Linked DNA regions of Zea mays: regions 2, 3 and 4 are each linked to region 1. Evidence: chromatin contacts called from public Hi-C data. All regions are on one chromosome and are shown on one strand. The core of a region is the stretch at or near the end of the contact, and the rest is flanking DNA. Distances in the headings are between cores, read along the strand shown. Region 1 holds the start of LOC100283272. Region 2 holds the start of LOC103644142 (trafficking protein particle complex subunit 8). Region 3 holds the start of LOC100281398. Region 4 holds the start of LOC542734 (glutathione transferase 5).

Evidence for each region. Hi-C and Micro-C count contacts between places; a contact is called where the count stands out from the background.
Region 2: a Hi-C map of leaf shows a contact between it and region 1, with 7 times the contacts expected there. The contact joins the promoter of LOC103644142 here to the promoter of LOC100283272 in region 1. A contact is called at or near these places in 6 of 25 Hi-C or Micro-C datasets (bundle sheath, ear, leaf and 3 more).
Region 3: a Hi-C map of leaf shows a contact between it and region 1, with 5 times the contacts expected there. The contact joins the promoter of LOC100281398 here to the promoter of LOC100283272 in region 1. A contact is called at or near these places in 8 of 25 Hi-C or Micro-C datasets (bundle sheath, ear, endosperm and 2 more).
Region 4: a contact with region 1 is called in a Hi-C map of leaf, with 5 times the contacts expected there. The contact joins the promoter of LOC542734 here to the promoter of LOC100283272 in region 1. A contact is called at or near these places in 2 of 25 Hi-C or Micro-C datasets (leaf and tassel).

What each region holds. Positions count from the first base shown.
Region 1 is chr1:292,318,099-292,320,824 of Zm-B73-REFERENCE-NAM-5.0, reverse strand. It overlaps LOC100283272, which reads right to left and starts at 1,326. Exons shown (of 5, transcript NM_001369528.1): 1 at 1,169-1,326. The coding sequence starts at 1,178.
Region 2 is chr1:292,557,250-292,559,975 of Zm-B73-REFERENCE-NAM-5.0, reverse strand. LOC103644142 (trafficking protein particle complex subunit 8) reads right to left here and starts at 1,338. Exons shown (of 29, transcript XM_008667340.4): 1 at 1,123-1,338; 2 at 854-1,039; 3 at 640-734; 4 at 458-557. The coding sequence starts at 1,013.
Region 3 is chr1:292,096,173-292,098,898 of Zm-B73-REFERENCE-NAM-5.0, reverse strand. It overlaps LOC100281398, which reads right to left and starts at 1,341. Exons shown (of 2, transcript NM_001154316.2): 1 at 1-1,341. The coding sequence starts at 894.
Region 4 is chr1:292,130,407-292,133,132 of Zm-B73-REFERENCE-NAM-5.0, reverse strand. It overlaps LOC542734 (glutathione transferase 5), which reads left to right and starts at 1,373. Exons shown (of 1, transcript NM_001156414.2): 1 at 1,373-2,421. The coding sequence starts at 1,616. The coding sequence ends at 2,290.

The DNA of each region.
Region 1 (2,726 bases), core at 77-2,576:
TCCTTCCCCAGACCCCATTCATATGGGAGGCTCCAACATTGGGTTTGTCCATATACTTTCATACTATACTTATTTGGTGTCATAAATATTAATATTTTTACCTATATATTTGGTCAGAAGTAGTAAACAATACAGAATGGGGGTCAAATAAAGTTCCTCCTTAAGAAGAAAACAAAACTACAGTGAGGAATGTGCTAAAAAATACAAGCACTAGTTCAAGCCCTGATGGCCTCAAGCCTGATCATTAATTGAATTCGCAACATGTGCGTAACCAAAGCCCATGAACATGGTGAGACTTCAATATTTTGGTTCCTCAATATGTAGGCAATGTACATCACAGATGCCACATCCATCGCTAATACATGTAAGGACAGGTACACAAAATACCAGAATGCTTATATTAGTGCTTGCAAAGCACATATTGATGACTTTTGACAATACAACACACACATTAGTCTTGTCACCCTAGGTTTTACATTACATCTACACCAGTACTAGACATCTAGTACCAAATGATTCAGATGGACTTACCTACATCTAGCGAATGGAGTATATAAAGAATGAGAAATCCTGGCATAAAAGCAAGCACAAGGCTAAAGCTCATAACCATATCCCGTTTCTCCGTGAAATACAGGATCCCAACAAGCGCATCAGTGTTTAAAACCACAGAAGTCCACGAGTCACGGCTTAGGTAAAAGGCATCGTGGAAGGCAGCAAGTTCATCCTAAGCTAAACAATCCGTCAAGGCTGACACCTCGTCTTTACGCGTGCCCTTATCTTAATCGCATCGATTTTCCTTCGACGGCCGGCTGGAGTAGCATATCTAGCAATAGGCCCGGCGAGACTCTCGGCGCGAAACCAAGAAGAGCCCTTCCTATAAACATTCACAGGAGCAATAGTATCCCCAAGCACCGCTACCCAGCCCCAGCCCCAGCGGCACCGAAGCCTAACCGACCGGACACGCCCACCGCCGCGGAGCTTCCCAACCCAATCCGACCACCGATCGGGCCGAAATTGGGCACGAATTCGACGGATTCCTCACCCTCGTCCCGGCGACCAGACGATCCACCAACCGGCCGGATCGAGTCGGCGACGCGCGCAGCCGATCAATCAGACACGCGTAAGCACGGCAGGAGAGGGGGCTCCGACATGGAGGGCGTCGACGAACCTGCTACCATGGCGTGCGCCGCGTCGGCCGTTGGTTCGGCTCGATCAGGCGGCCGCTTCTCGGCCCACTCCACCTGGATTGCTCCGCCCAAGGCCGCGGTCGACCAAAAGCGGACAAGACAGAGAGGGGGGAGGTGAAGCGTCCAGGGCCAGCCGAGCCGAACGAGCCGCCCACGCAGCTTCGCCCGCGTGCCGCTGTCGCCTCGGCGCCCAAGGGAGTTTCGGGTAGCCGAGTCGAACGCGGAGAAGTCAACATGACTGGACTGGGTCGTTTCACGCTGGCCTGGCCTGGCCTGGCTTTTTTTTGGGCGTTTGGTAGCGTTGGGATTTTTTAGGTGCGCCGGGAATTCGGCCCAAGGTCAGAGCGTTCGGCCCCAAAATCTCATTCAGTGATAATTCGAGATCAGAGCCCAACAGATGAAAAGTTTCGCAAACCACTATTCTGTTTTTTAGCAAAGCAAAAAAAAAAAAAAAAAACTGTGCAGTGATAAGCGAATGCCCCGAAGATGTACGAGATAATTGATTTTTTGCCACTCACGTCTTTTTGTTATAATTACCACTGTGTCTATAAATTGTGGGTCCAGCTGAGTCTATAAAATGTGGGTCTGATGACAATTTTACAAACCTATTTTTTGCTGATAGCAAATATCAGAATCTCTCAAGATGTACAAAATAAAAGATCTACTTTTACTCTCTTTATTAGCAGCGGTCCTTATTTCCCCGGGGATTTTCTTGGACCATTCGGTTGCGTCTTGATCAAATGGAATTAAAAAAGATTAAATCCGCTTACATTCAATTTTAATTAGGGAGGAATTCAACCCCTTCGTTCCAAACATAACCGAACAATCCCTGGCCCCGTTTGTTTCCTTTCATTTCGAGGAATTGGAATCTTACTAATGGAATAGGCTAATTTTTTAGAATATGACATTCCACCACTTTCCAAAGTTATCATATAAGCCTATCTCAAATTCATGGGGTGAGAGATGGAAATTGATTCTATAGATTTACATGCTAATTTTCCGATGTATAACTTATAGCACACTCTTCTACCTGCACCTCTATAACATAAATATACTATATAACTAACTCTCTCATATGATTTAGGATAATATACAAATATATTATATATATAAATATATAAACTTAATTAGTTTTGTCTAAATTATAATTATTAAAATTGAATTCAATTCCAACGAAACAAACGGGCCCTTAGTACTGGTTTGGTGACCATGGAATTAATTCACTTCAATTCCTTTCGTTCACTTTTGAATAGCAAGGTAATTCTTTCTCATAGACCCCCTCTAATTATCTAGTGACCAAATTAGCCCTTAGGGTTAGTTTGAAATTTTATATCCCCTCTGATATTGTCAAGGATTGAGTGGAAAATTAGCTCATTTTTTCTCTCAATCTTCGAGAATCTCGAAGAGATTTAATTTTCCAAACTAGCACTTATTGTATCAAAGTTTAACAAGAGAATCCCTTCAATACCATCTAAACTTATACCAATTCCTTCAATGTCATAAGAATTTATAGCTTCTCTTCAATGCCATCAAATTTAA
Region 2 (2,726 bases), core at 89-2,588, 240 kb before region 1:
CTATAAATGGAAAACAACCACATAAGCTCACCTCTCCTAGTTACCTCAGCAGCATTCAGGCCTACCATACACGTTATCATCAACCTCTACGCAAGCCTCACCAGTGGCCGCACTTCCCTGCCGCCACAACATGCACAACAATGCTGAAGTGGCAAGCAAAATGACCTTGTGTAATCAATTGAGGTCACTTTCCTACTTTATTTAGAACTTTACATAGTTCGATAGTAGTTCGACTCTAATTTTGCAATATATACTGATTTCCTAATTCTATGGCTAATCAACTAGTTTTCTGCTGCCTATCTTACTCTGCTTCCCCACCTGAAAAAAGAAATCTTTGTCGCCCTTCACCACTAATCCAATTATCAGAGAAACACAGCAATGTGAACTTCATTGGAGAGGACCTAGAAAAGTGCATTCATATATTATCATTATATATAAGCAAAGCACAGAATCTCACTTCCAAGTACATCTTCAGCCTGAGGCGGGTCTGAAAGCAAATCCGGAAGAGCCTTCTCATTGGCCTCAGAAACTACAGGCTTAATCTTCTCGTCTGCCACCTGTTCCCAAACATCGAGGTCATCAAACACCGAAGTAGCTACATACACCTAGGATAGCAACGTCAGAATGTTTGAGGATCACCTCGCAGTCCTCCTTCCGGACGTCGGACGCGTAAACCATCCGGATCTTAAACATTTGCAGCCTGTACGGAACCTCGCTCGCCGTCCGCACGGGCACTGCTCAGTCGCGGGCACAGAGACAGAACCCTCCATGAGATCACAAAACCAAAACAAACGAGAAGCAAACAAAGTACAGCACAGGGTCATCTGAAACCAAGCATTTAGAGGCCAGTTACCGTCGATTTTTTTGAAGAGCGAGAACGGGGAGAGCATGTCGACGAAGCTGAGGCCGTTCTTACGGCAGGCGGCCTCGGCGAGCGGTGTGGACAGCACCATCACCACCGGTGTGATCTCTTCGAGGAGGATCCGGCCCAGGTAGCTCCGGAGCGGATCCATAGGTCCAAAACCCTAGCGGCGCTGGTCTGAATGGCGGATGAGCCAAATTTAGCGGCGTGACTGACTCGGGTGGGAGGCGCGAGCTGGGGTTTCGATGTGGATAACCAACCTTTACTGATACCGGCGTACGCGGGGCCGCCGGAGAACGGTGATCTCCGGCGACCGCGAGCTCGGTGAGCGGTGGTGGGCGGTGGGCGGTGGTGGTGATCTGATCTGGGAGAGCGCCAGGTAGAGAAGACGACGAGTCGACGACTGGCCGTACAGCACAGCCTGCACGGTTTCCATACTTGGGCTTCAAGGGATGCTTTGTGGGCCTTGAAAGGCCATCTATACACTTAGTCTTGTTGATTTTTTTTCTAAAATGGCGTTTGGTTTGCTTGAGATTTTTGAAATCTCATTTTGCACAAAATCCAATGTACTATTCTAGAATTCAGCTGAAACTAGATTTTATCGATATAGATTTTACATTTACATTCGAACACACTACTCTAGGAATAATATCCAATGTGTTTGATTTATTATGAGATATTTTTTATTTGGACTAAAAAATCTCATGAGAACCAAATAGGCTCATAATTTTATGATCCAAGCAGCTCGTTTATTAAAAAATGGCGACAGTTTTTATTGTTCTAATCGCATAAGTGGCTAACCCAGAGAAGGTATCACGTTTTGGCTCAATATAGTGTATAAGATGATTTCAAAAATGCTAGTTAAGGTCATTGTCGATACATACTTTTATCGAGCTGTGTTCAAGGTTTGCCACGTCAATATTTATTTAGATAACGATATATTAAAAATATCATCCACATAGAACTCTCTGTTTATCATTTCCTAGAAAACTCTCTCTTATCTTTCTTCGTTAAAATACATATCATATCATTATGCTTCCATATATGACATGCATTTAATGAGAATGAAACTCTCATAAAATTCCCGAATGGCCTAATAGATTAAAAGCTACCTTTCCTGACATTATTAGTGAGCATCAAAGCGCTTTTGTACATGTCCGTTTAATCATAGGCTCATAGCTAGGGATGATAATAGGCTCTAAATTTTATACTATAAAATTTAAGGATCGGATCCAAATAAGATCGGACTCTATTTCTATTTATTTTTGAATTAAAACTAATTTAGTGCTCTAAAGGATTATGAAGAAATATTTGGATCGTGATCCATTACCACCTCTAATCACATATCCTCTTGGAATATGAATATGTGCATACTATAAAAATGAAGAAAGGAAAAAGTGGAGTATGTGTTGTCAAGCAGGGCTAGTCCGAGCAATAAGGTGGTTGGGTGAGAGAGAAATAGAGGCCATGTATCTAATATTATATATGTGCAATATTTTTTTCCTTACAAAAGCTATTAAATGGCATCGATTGTTTATGTTGGACCTGGCATACGTTGCTCCATGTGTCGTTTGAACTCTCCTCGTCATTGTTCCTTTTTATGTCTTTGTATTGTGGGATCTATATGTCAACACTACTTTTCAGATATTGGGAGGTGCGCGTGAATTTCTAATGTATGTTTCATTTCCTTCCTCTTTTACAACTTCTCTAGTCTTCCTCTTGGTGTTGTTATTTCATAGTGACATGTGACTAGCAATTTCTAGTGTTTGATAATGTTTGTTGCTTCTGCTACCTTGGCCTCCTAGTAAATCTTCGTTGTTAAGTTTGTTTTCATGTTTTATTTGATTATCTAGATTTTGGCATT
Region 3 (2,726 bases), core at 92-2,591, 220 kb after region 1:
AGACGAGGACGCCGCCGAAGTGTCCTGACCGAGCGAGAAGTGAGGCATCTCGATGGGGATGGTGAAGTCGAAAGGCTGTGCCGGCACCAGGCCGAACGGAGGCGCATTGCCAAACTTGGCGGCGGCGGGGCCAGAAAAGGCGTGCGTCGCCGTCGACAGCCCGTGCGCGCCTTTCCCGTTGTGCGCAATGCCGACGCGGTCGGCGCCGGCGCCGGCGGAGACGTTGGGCTGCTGATGCCACGACTGCCTATGTTCGCCGGCGCTAATGGCGCCGGCCGACGCCACCCCGGTGAGCAGCTCGGTGAAGGACGCGGCCTGCGCCGAGGTGCTGGCCACGGTGACCACCCTGTCCTGCGCGGCGGCGCCCCCACGGCCGTCGGAGCGCGAGAGCGAGAGCTCGGACCCCTTGCTCGTCTCCGACGTGCTGCTGCCCGCGGACTTGCTCCCCTGCTGCTGCTGCTTATCATTGCCGGCGGCATCCGCGCCGCCCGGCGCGGGAAGGGCGGCGAAGGCGGCCGGGTCGAGCTCCGGGAGCTTCTCGATGGCGGAGGCGGCGGCGTTGATGAGCCATTCGATGGCCTTGCTGGGCTGGTCGAAGCCGAGGCGGTCCTGCAGGTCGTAGAACTGGATGGCGGTGGGCGCCGACAGGCGCACGCGGCGGTCGCGGATGCCCTTGGTCGTGTACACCTTGCTGTGGCGGTCCTTGCCCCCGCTCGCCCCCACGCGGTAGATCCGGGACCCCGCCCCCGGGCCCGGCGGCGGCGGGAGCGGCGGCGGCTGACCCCACGCCGCCGCTTCCGTCTCGCTGCCCTTCACGGCGCCGCCGCGCGCGCGCTTGGCGCCCTGATGGGAGCGGCCCGCTGGCGCGCCGTCGCCCACGGCTGCTGCCTCCATTCCCTACAACCGCCGCCGCCGCAAGCGCTGCTCATAGGCTGGCTGCTGGCGCGGCGAGTGCCGTGACCGTGAGAGGAATGCGACGCTTTTATGAGGGAGCACTAGGCCTGGCGGCGTGGGCTGGCGCCTGGCGGTTTTCGGCTCGGTGCCTGTCGCTGCTGGAATGCGGCAACGGCTGGTGCTCCCCGGCGTGCTGCTTGCTGGTCATGCGCGCCGGCCACGTCCAGCCATCGGCCCGGCTGCTGTGCTGCTGTCTTATCCCTACGCTGCCCGCGCCTAGTGCATCGCCCGTGCTCCTACAATCGTGCCAGCATTTTTCTCCGGCTCTGGCACGCGCTGGCACACTGGACTGGACACTCGCTGCTCGGCTGCAAGCTCGCTGCCACTGTATCACCGTCTCTCTCCTCACGCTCGGGGCGCTGCGGAGCGGCAGAAGCTGATTGCTGGTGCCGCTGCGGGTAGGGGCAGAGGGCCAGACCGCCAGAGGGTAGCGGGAGACAGCGGCGGCAGGCAGGCTTGTACGGGGGCCGGCCGGCCCGGTGTCAGATCTGCCGTCTGCGTCACTGCACTGCACTGCCCTCAGTGCCCTGCCGTATGCCCCGCTACAGCCCCTACTACCCCGCACCGCAGCGCCCTGGTCACTGAGGCGTGAACGCACTGTACTGTGGGCTAGAGAGTGACGCCGCTGCCGACCTGCCGTACGGCGCCGAGTGCCGTGCCCGTGCCGTGCGTAAGGCTATCCGCAATCGTTACCCCTAAATTTTTCCCCCTATATCACTTTCCCCCCTATTTTCCCCTATTTTTCCATCTCTCGCAGCGGTTCCCCCTAAATACTTCCCCTATACCCCACTACCACTATAAAATATCATTTTCTATACCAACTATCAATTTTTTATCTACTAACAATTACTCGTGGACCCACAGCACAGTGTTTAGGGTGATGAACAGTGACACGCTAGATTGAGGGGGAGAGAGAGGAGGACGACGGGCTAGGGGGCGGTGCAGGGGGCACCGCTGCGCGCGTGGAGCGCCCCCTGCACGCGCCATGCAAGGGGAGGGGGCTGCGTAGGGGCAGCCTTTGCGGTCAGTCTAACGGATAGCGTTTCTGTGCACTTGCCTTTGCAGGAAAAAATTATATACATACATGATACAAAACCATTCGCTTGCGTCTCTTTACATTTACCAGCTGCGGGTAAATATAGATAAAAGTAATAAGAACTCCTAAACAGTTATGGCTTCTGATTGTGTGGGTCTTGGGACGAGAAATGTGGGCTTAGAGAGTGTAATATCTTGTTAAGTATGTTAAGTATGTCTTGAATGGCTACAGGACAGGTATTTATAGGGATAACGGGGGATTGCTAGATCTAACTACAGTTATATCTTTGACTACTAATCCTACAACGGGGTAATCACAATACTATTGGTGCAAGTCTCCGTGTTACATCAGAATTGGTACCCTCTTTAGTCACTGACAGATGAATCTGGAGTAGTTGATTGTCGTCTTGCTGTGGTCGTACGACGCAAGGATTTGGCGCCTGCCTTCCTGTCCTTGCCCATGGAGACGTGGACCTGTTGCTATTACCGATACGACGAAGTTGATCACCTTCGACTATACATTAGGGCTTAGTGAGGTATTCCAACCTTTTCGTAGGTGAGTTCACCCGGTTGAGCTCGTCGTAGGGGCGGATCCCATGGTCTTTAGGATCCATCACTGTCCTCCGCCTCTTTCCTATTAGAATGGCCCGGCACCAGACACATCGATGGCAGGTTAGTGTGCAAGGGAAAGTCATCGAGGGGTCGTTCTATCCTTCACTCTAATAGGCCTACTGAAA
Region 4 (2,726 bases), core at 124-2,623, 190 kb after region 1:
GATAGGATAAATTAAATAAATAAATCTTTATAATTTATATAGTAAGTGTAGTCTAGTTCTGTTAGATCTAAAATTGGTTTAAGGATTAAACATTTCAACTAAGATATATGATGAAAAAATACAATAAAACATTTTAGTAACGTGTGCCCTGACTCACATGTGGACTCAGCCTGTGCCTGCAGCCATGCTCCTCACGCGCGCATCGAAAGAGCCTGGCTAGGAGCTAAGTTTTGCATGTCTAGAGTCTAGTTGGTCCATGCATGAAACCAAACAAGAGATGCTTTAAGTATCCGCGGTTATAGATACTTGGCAGATGCATGGAACCAATTATACGGATAGTGTTTATAAAAATTTCGGAAAAGCGATGGCTGTGTAGGAAAAGGGGCTTGGTGTTAAGAAAGCGGACGAGGAAACGAACCAAGAACGACTGATCCGCTACTGCTTGGCCGCCTGATAAGGAGCGTGTCCCGGTAAGCATCAATGGCTTCGAAGGTTGGCCCAATGGGAATCGCGGTCGCTCCTGAGACAATAGAGCGAGGGGAAGTGGGCACACTAGCAGCTAGGACCCTAGTGCACGAGCGCTAAGGACGTTCCTAGATCGCGTTTGAGTTTTAGGAGACGCTTGACTCATGGTTTATCGTGGAGAGAGGCAGCATACCATTGGCCCCAATCGAATGGAGGCAGTAAATGAGTTGGCACCATGAAGTATGAGAACGGTTACCAGTTAACCCCGTGCTTGGCTCCTGCGAAAGGAACCAGGGCTTCACCCGGATTACCCGTTTGTAACTCATCAATCTCTATAAACTGGATCATCGAGGGACGTATGATACCGCTCACTTTTTTTTTCCTTTCGAGCGGATGGGACACATGAGAAAGATCTGTCATGACATTTTAAAATCATAGTATTCTGAAACTATGGTTTTGAAATGCTTTGCTTTCAAAGACGGCCTAAATTATTGATGTAAAAAAATCAACGCAATAAATAGAGTTTGTATAATCTTTCTGAAAATCTTTAGAGAGGACGGAAGGATTGATTTGAAAAATAATACTTTTAGAAAGATCCACTCATCTACATACTTGTATTGCACATTCTGGGTCCAGCAGGTCTGAAGGCGGCAGGGCATGGAAGCACTCGTGGATCCAATCTCCCATTCTCGCCTATCGTCATCCCATACATCCTGTCCTCCCCTCCGGCCCTCCCGGATGTGCGATGGCAGTCCCGATCTTCTGTGGCCACCACGCCCTGCAACTCGTGCCAGGCGCGGTTCGCGTTCACGATACAGAGGCAAACCGTGCCGTGACGTCACCCGTGACACCGCAGGCTTGCATCCCCGTGCGAACTTTTCCCCGCCGAGACGCACTAGCCACAGCCCACAGACAGGGGAGACTAGTTGAGACTGGACTGGAGACCAACTTCCGGAACCTCCTCGAGCGTGGTTGAAGCTCTGCTCCACCCTCTCGCTATCGGTTCCTATAAATAAAGCAAGAGCCCCTCGTCGATCCTCACCTCCACAGCTAGCATCGATCCGCCATTGCTCACCGCACAAGTGCACGCTCACCTCACACACGCAGCTAAGTAGCTAACGCCGTAGGCGAGAACAAGAAAAGGCTCGACATGGCCGAGGAGAAGAAGCAGGGCCTGCAGCTGCTGGACTTCTGGGTGAGCCCATTCGGGCAGCGCTGCCGCATCGCGCTGGACGAGAAGGGCCTGGCCTACGAGTACCTGGAGCAGGACCTGAGGAACAAGAGCGAGCTGCTCCTCCGCGCCAACCCGGTGCACAAGAAGATCCCCGTGCTGCTGCACGACGGCCGCCCCGTCTGCGAGTCCCTCGTCATCGTGCAGTACCTCGACGAGGCGTTCCCGGAGGCGGCGCCGGCGCTGCTCCCCGCCGACCCCTACGCGCGCGCGCAGGCCCGCTTCTGGGCGGACTACGTCGACAAGAAGCTGTACGACTGCGGCACCCGGCTGTGGAAGCTCAAGGGGGACGGCCAGGCGCAGGCGCGCGCCGAGATGGTCGAGATCCTCCGCACGCTGGAGGGCGCGCTCGGCGACGGGCCCTTCTTCGGTGGCGACGCCCTCGGCTTCGTCGACGTCGCGCTCGTGCCCTTCACGTCCTGGTTCCTCGCCTACGACCGCTTCGGCGGCGTCAGCGTGGAGAAGGAGTGCCCGAGGCTGGCCGCCTGGGCCAAGCGCTGCGCCGAGCGCCCCAGCGTCGCCAAGAACCTCTACCCGCCCGAGAAGGTCTACGACTTCGTCTGCGGGATGAAGAAGAGGCTGGGCATCGAGTAGAGCATCCATCGGTCGGCCGGTGGCTGGCCGGGAGTAATAATGACGAACCAATAATCTAGTTTTGGTTTTAGTGTGCTCAGCAGAGCAGTTCGTGTTCATGAGTTCGTCGTCGTTGTATTTTCTATTGTCAGCGGTGGCAGCGCCGTACGTGTTGCCTCGTACACCACAACCGAATAAATGGTTATGAATTTCTTCTTGTTGTCTTCACAGTTCGTCGGCTTTGGTTCTTGTGTGCTTTCGAGATGCGCTGGCACCTGGCAGTACTCGTCGCCGCCAATAGCGCGTCTTGAGCGTTTGGCATTTGCGATACAACGATGCGACCTCGTTCCATTTCGACGGGACGTGGGGAGGAGCCACTGACGCGTGGACCCCACGTGCGACGGGGCCCACGCGCAGTGGCCCAACTGCCCTCTGCACTCCAAAAGTTTCCAACCTC